2 separate regions of the Sus scrofa genome follow, and region 1 is linked to region 2. A link is a contact called in public Hi-C data. All regions are on one chromosome and are shown on one strand. Each heading gives the region's core, a stretch centred on a gene start, on an enhancer-like site or on the middle of the called end of the contact. The rest is flanking DNA. Distances are from core to core; before and after follow the strand shown. Region 1 has its middle 50 kb from the start of GJD2. Region 2 holds the start of ACTC1 (actin, alpha, cardiac muscle 1).

Evidence for each region. A called contact is a pair of places that touch in the nucleus more often than the background predicts.
Region 1: a Hi-C map of fetal skeletal muscle shows a contact between it and region 2, with 2.0 times the contacts expected there. The contact joins the enhancer-like site here to the promoter of ACTC1 in region 2. A contact is called at or near these places in 3 of 47 Hi-C or Micro-C datasets (fetal skeletal muscle, heart right ventricle and skeletal muscle) and 1 of 2 datasets of contacts at active chromatin or transcription factors (skeletal muscle).

The regions. Positions count from the first base shown.
Region 1 is chr1:136,358,952-136,361,688 of Sscrofa11.1, forward strand. No RefSeq gene overlaps it. Among named protein-coding and RNA genes, the nearest start is that of GJD2, 50 kb to the left of the region's middle. Within about 2 kb of position 1,355, at least 3 of the 83 cell types and tissues checked have an H3K27ac peak or open chromatin away from gene starts, as enhancers often do. A contact at or near this core is called in fetal skeletal muscle and skeletal muscle, where this site is marked.
Region 2 is chr1:136,279,634-136,282,474 of Sscrofa11.1, forward strand. ACTC1 (actin, alpha, cardiac muscle 1) reads left to right here and starts at 1,486. Exons shown (of 7, transcript NM_001170517.2): 1 at 1,486-1,711; 2 at 2,258-2,408. The coding sequence starts at 2,280.

The sequences.
Region 1 (2,737 bases), core at 105-2,604, 79 kb after region 2:
CACCTATATATTCTATAGGTTCTGTTTCTCTGGAGAACCCCAATATAGATGGTTCCTGAGGGTTGATCATGATGAAACAACAAATCAGGAAGTTCACCTAGCTCCATACTACCCCACTGTGTAGCCCCTCAGGGCATGAATTCAGAGCAAGGAGTAAACACTTCTGCCATATTAAACCTCTATGTCTGGTCTGGAATGTGAGGGACTTGTATAAATCTGGATCAACAAGAAGATCTGGGTGGAGTTTTCTGGTGGTGCAGCAGGTTATGGACCTGGCATGGTTTCTGCTATGGCATGTATTTGATCACTGGTCTGGGAACTTCCACATGCCATGGGCATGGCGAAAAAAAACCCCAAAAAACCCAAGAAGATCTGGAGGTCAAGGATTAGGTCCGAGTGATGTTTCTTTGGCCAAAGTCTCCCTAGACTTCTAAGGGAAACTTTGTCAAATAGCATGACTCTTGGTAACAAATAAAACAAGAAAGGGAAAAATAGACTGAAGAGGGGCAAGGACATTTTGTCACCAGACTTGGGCTGGGGACGTTTTGTTCTGGGCCTACCTGGTATCACTCTGAAAATCATCTACAAGTAGAGCTCAGCAACCCCCAAATAGCAAAATGACCAAGCTTCAGTTCCTCAGCTAAGTAGGGCAACTTGTGCTGTTGAGTCAGACTCTGGGGTGAACCCTGTTCCAGACAGAGTATGGACTTCTTTGTCCAGAGTAGGCTTTGCCACACAGAACAGTTAGACCAAGGGTTCTCAACTGGGAGAGATGAAAACCAACAACAAACTTGGAGCTAGGGACCTACCTCCAGTATTAAGATTTAATTCTTTGGATGGAAATCCAGCATGAAGAAATTTTCAACATGCTAGTGATTCTAAAAGCACATATCTAGACCATTCTGTAGCAATAACCAAGGACCAAGACATCCCTAGAGGAGCCCACATATTCTGAGTAGAATTAGAACCTTGCAATTCTCTTACATGTAATTTTGCCAGAATAAAGCAAAGCCCACTTCTTTCCCTTCCTACATTCCCTATTTTATAGCCACTCAGGAGTGTCTTTGAAGGGCCTGCTTTCCCTGTACTTCCTCCATATTCATCTAATCCTTACCACCCTCTTCTTTCTTAAGCCTTTGCTACTTGAATTATGGTCCTCAGATAAGCTGCAGCGTCATTACCTGCTTGATAGAAATGCAGAATCCCAGGCCCTACCTAATGAGTTGAAATCTGCATTTTAATAAGATCCCAAGGTGATTTCTGTGCACTTTTACAATTTAGGACTCACTGCTCTACACCACCTGTAAATGGAGGCCTGGGATAAATGTCCTAATGAGGCCCTGACGTTAGACATTTATTGTGCAGAAAGGATGGTACACTGTTTCTTCTTTCATCTCCTAAGAAATGAGGTGATTTGTTCCCTCCTTAAAGCCTATTTTTTCATGTTAGTCGCTAGGTGAAATTCATCTGTACTCAGAATGAATATATATATTGGAGAGGGAGAGGGGCCACCAGTTGTCTCTGCAGTTGGCCAGACAACTGGCTAATGGAGGGTTGAGTGTGGGAAGGAGGAGAGGTATCGGAATGCAAAAGCTCAGCACTCAGTTATGTACTCAATGCACAACAGCTGAATGTGTGGCTATTTCGATGCCATATGTAGTTCTCAAGTCTCTTGTTTTCTCCTTAATTTGGCTGGGGTCGCTCTTAGATTGTGTCAGGTGGGATCTCTTTCCTTTATGGCTTAGTGATGCAGGGCAAGCACTGGCAGCTGGGTCTGAGCAATGCCTTAGGCATTTGACTAATTCAATAGGACATGCCAAGGGACAGCTGGCTCCAAAATAAATCTCTGGTGTACACATTGCTCTTCATCTCCTAATTTTCAGTTGAGGAAGGAGTCTCTTGGTACTGAGCATAGAAGCCCAGATAAGTTTAAGTAAGATGAGGTTCCTAGATTCCCTCGTGGTTCAGTGGGTTAAGACCCGGCGGTTTCTCTGTGAAGACATGGGTTCGATCCCTGGCCTTGCTCAGTGGGTTAAGGATCTGGTGTTATTGTGGACGTAGCTCTGATTCAACCCCTGGCCCAGGAACTTGCATGTGCTGAAGATGAGACCATTAAAAAAAAAAATGAGGTTCCTTTCTTCTCATGCTCTCCAACTTGATGACCTCCATTTAGCGAGTTCTTTGCCTGGTTCCAGTGAGGGCAGCATAACAATATATAGCTTTGGAGTTCCTATTATGGCTCAGTGGGTTAAGAACCCAACTAGTATCCATGAAGATGTGGGTTCGATCCCTGGCCTCGCTCAGTGGGTTAAGGATCCAGTGTGGCCATGAGCTTTGAATAGTTTGCAGATGCAGCTCAGATCCAACATTGCTGTGGCTGTGGTGAAGGCTGCCAGTTGCAGCTCGGATTTGACCCCTAGCCTGGAAACTTCCATATGCCACAGGTGTGGCCCTAAAAAGGCAAACACACGTGCACACACACACACACACACACACACACACACATTTATATAGCTCTGAGATTAAGAATATGGTTTTTGAAGTCAGATAATTTTTGCCTGAATCCCACTTCTGCCACATCTAAGCTTTGACCTTGAATGTGCTTCTTCTCGTGCCAAATATACAGTACAGGGAGTTCCTATTGTGGCTCAGAGGGTTAAGAATCTGACGAGTGTGCATGAGGATGCAGGTTTGATCCCTGGCTTTGCTCAGTGGGTTAAGGATCCAGCATTGCCAC
Region 2 (2,841 bases), core at 236-2,735:
GGAGCTTAGGAAGTTGAAGGGACTTGCCTAAAAGCAAATGGGTAGTAAGTGATGGAGGCAGGATTCAAACCCAGGATCAGTCCCACCAGTCCTATTTCTCCTTTTTCTTGGTCTTCTGCATCTGTCTGAGCCAAAGTAGCCCTGCTCTTTGCATCCTGTCAAAGGGTATTCTCATTAAAAAAAAAAAAAAAAAAAAGCCTACGATGTGGTGGAGTGTGATCCCACCCTCACCTGGCTCTGTCCCTCAACTGCCCCCACATGTTCTTCTCCAGATCAACCCAAACATGGTTGGGGAGCTTTGAGGGGAGGACCCAGCATTCCCCAGTCTGCACAAGTATCTAATCAGCAGGCCTCCTTAGCACATCAATCCAAGACCACTCCAGAGATGGATGCCTGTGCCCAGTTTTCTATTTTTAACTGGTGTGAACAGGAGGAAAAAACACAAGCATTAAAAATCCAAGTGCCAGTCAAGAACTGAGAATACAGGGCACCCCAGGCAAACCAGTGATCTGTGTCCTTCTTATGTCTCTCTGTTCCTTTCTCCTCTCCTTGATTCATATCATCTTTTCATCCCTTTCTCCCAAGTCCCAAGATCCTTCAAAATCTGTTTCCACAAAGCAGCTGATATCATTTTTACCAATGAAGCTTCTCACACATCCATGCACATCAGCTGAGCATCTTGCTAAAATGCAGATTCTGACTCAGTAGTTCTGGGATGAGGCCTGAGACTCTGCTCTTCCAACTCAATTCTGGTTAAGACCATACTGTGCAGCCATGTGATCTGTTCATACAGTTGAAGTTGCTATTATCTTCTTGACAAGAATATTTCTCTTTGTCTTTTCTCCACCTGGAATAAAGGCTTTTGCCCCAGTTTATGGATGTTGTCCACCAGCAAGTGGACAAGCCAATTTTGGCATTTGTTCCTTCATTCACTTTAGCCACAGGTGATCCTTTTCTGGACTAAAGACAGGAGTTGTGCATAAATTGGGGACCAAGGTGGCCTTGGTTAATCTCAGCTTCCCTGCTCTAGAGGAGCACAGCATCCAGGTTGGTGAGGGCTACAACAGGAGGGTGCTCTGTCCCCAATGCCCCTTTTTTGGCTGCCCACATGTACTGCTGTGGTGCCCTTTGGGCCCCAGAGGACTGCCAGTGCTTTGCTCCTCCAGCTCCCAGTCTGGGAAGATGAGAAGCTGCTGTCACTCCCCTGCTGCCTTAGCCCAGCTGTCAGGACCCCTCAGCAGAGGGCAGGGCGCCAAGCCTTCCCACTCGTGTGGGGCTTATTGTTTCTGAGGCTGGCGGGGCTGCGCAGGAAACTAGTCCACAGCACACCCAGGGAGCACCCCCACCCAGGAAGGGGGAGGGGTGGGCTGGCGTCACTTAGTCTTCCCCTAGCCCCTACCCTTCCCCGCCTGCCCCTCCCTGGGTCCCTATTTGGCCATCCCCCAGGCTGCCCCCTCCCCTTCCTTACATGGTCTGGGGGCCCCCCGGCTGATCCTCTCCCCTGCCCTTGGCTCCATGAATGGCCTCGGCGCTCCTCAGTGGCGCGAAGGCGACCAAATAAGGCAAGGTGGCCGACCGGGCCCCCCACCCCTGCCCCCGGCCGCTCCAACTGACCCCGTCCATCAGCGCGCTATAAAGCGGCGCGCCCCGCGCGGGGCACCAGCGCCTGCCGCCGCCCGAGCCCAGCCGAGCCCAGCGCGTCCCGCGGACGGTGAGTCGCACCGCCGGCCCGCGCCCGGAGCCCTTCCTCTCGTTCCTGTCCCTCCGTCACTTCTTTAAGACCAAACTTTCCATTTAGTTCTAACTTATTTTGTCCTGACTCTAGGTCCTCGCAGAAGGGGGGGGGGGCTTGGAAGGGGAGTCTTGGGCCCCAGTGGGGGCATTTGGGGTCCCTACCCTGTGCTTTTCCCTCCAACTGGAGCTCAAGCCTGAATGGGGTGTGAATGGGACAGAAGTGGGTTCCCGGTTTGTGACAAGGCGAAGATGTAAAGGGCTGAGGAGCACCTGCTAAGGGGTGACCGCCCCTTTTGAACCAGAGCAGGGGCTGAGCCTTCTGCGGGGGAGCCGGAAGGTTCCTCTCCTCCCCGCAGCTTCTTCCCATCCTTCTTTCCTGCCCGAAGGAGAAGGGAGGTGGCAGGCGTCGCCCACTCCCTTCCCTGCCCGCGGATCCCCCGCCCCGTCCCCTCCTCTCCGGGGCGCGGACGAGGCCAGTTCCGCATCACTGAACGTGGGCCACCTTGCTATCCTCCCCCTGCAGACCCTGCCAAAGCTGTACAAAGATGTGCGACGACGAGGAGACCACCGCCCTGGTGTGCGACAACGGCTCCGGGCTGGTAAAGGCTGGCTTCGCAGGCGACGACGCTCCCCGCGCGGTCTTCCCTTCCATCGTAGGCCGCCCGCGCCACCAGGTAAACTTGGCCCCCCTCCCGACCTGCCCTCCCCCCAGCCATCTCCACAACCCCTCCTGGCACGTCTTCAGCGAGGAAATCTCTCACTTGACCTTCCTGCGTCATGACCTCTTTAGGTCAAAAAGGAAAAAATGGATTCGCTTCCAATCGGAGCCAAGGCAAAGCAATACTCACACTCTCCAACACACCAGGAAATGTGCGTTTTCCCCAGTCGGCTTCAGGCTTCAGGCTTCAGGGACTCAGCACAGCAAGGGTCCATTTCCCTGGTATAAAAAGGCAGCAGCTTCTCTCTTCTGCTCCTGACCTGAATCTTTAGTCCTGTGTCTTCTCTACCTCTCAGACTCTTCACTTTACCCCTTGGCTTCCCTTTTCAGTACTGTTCAAAACTCATAATAATACACTTATTATTAATACCAACCAACCCAGGGCCAAG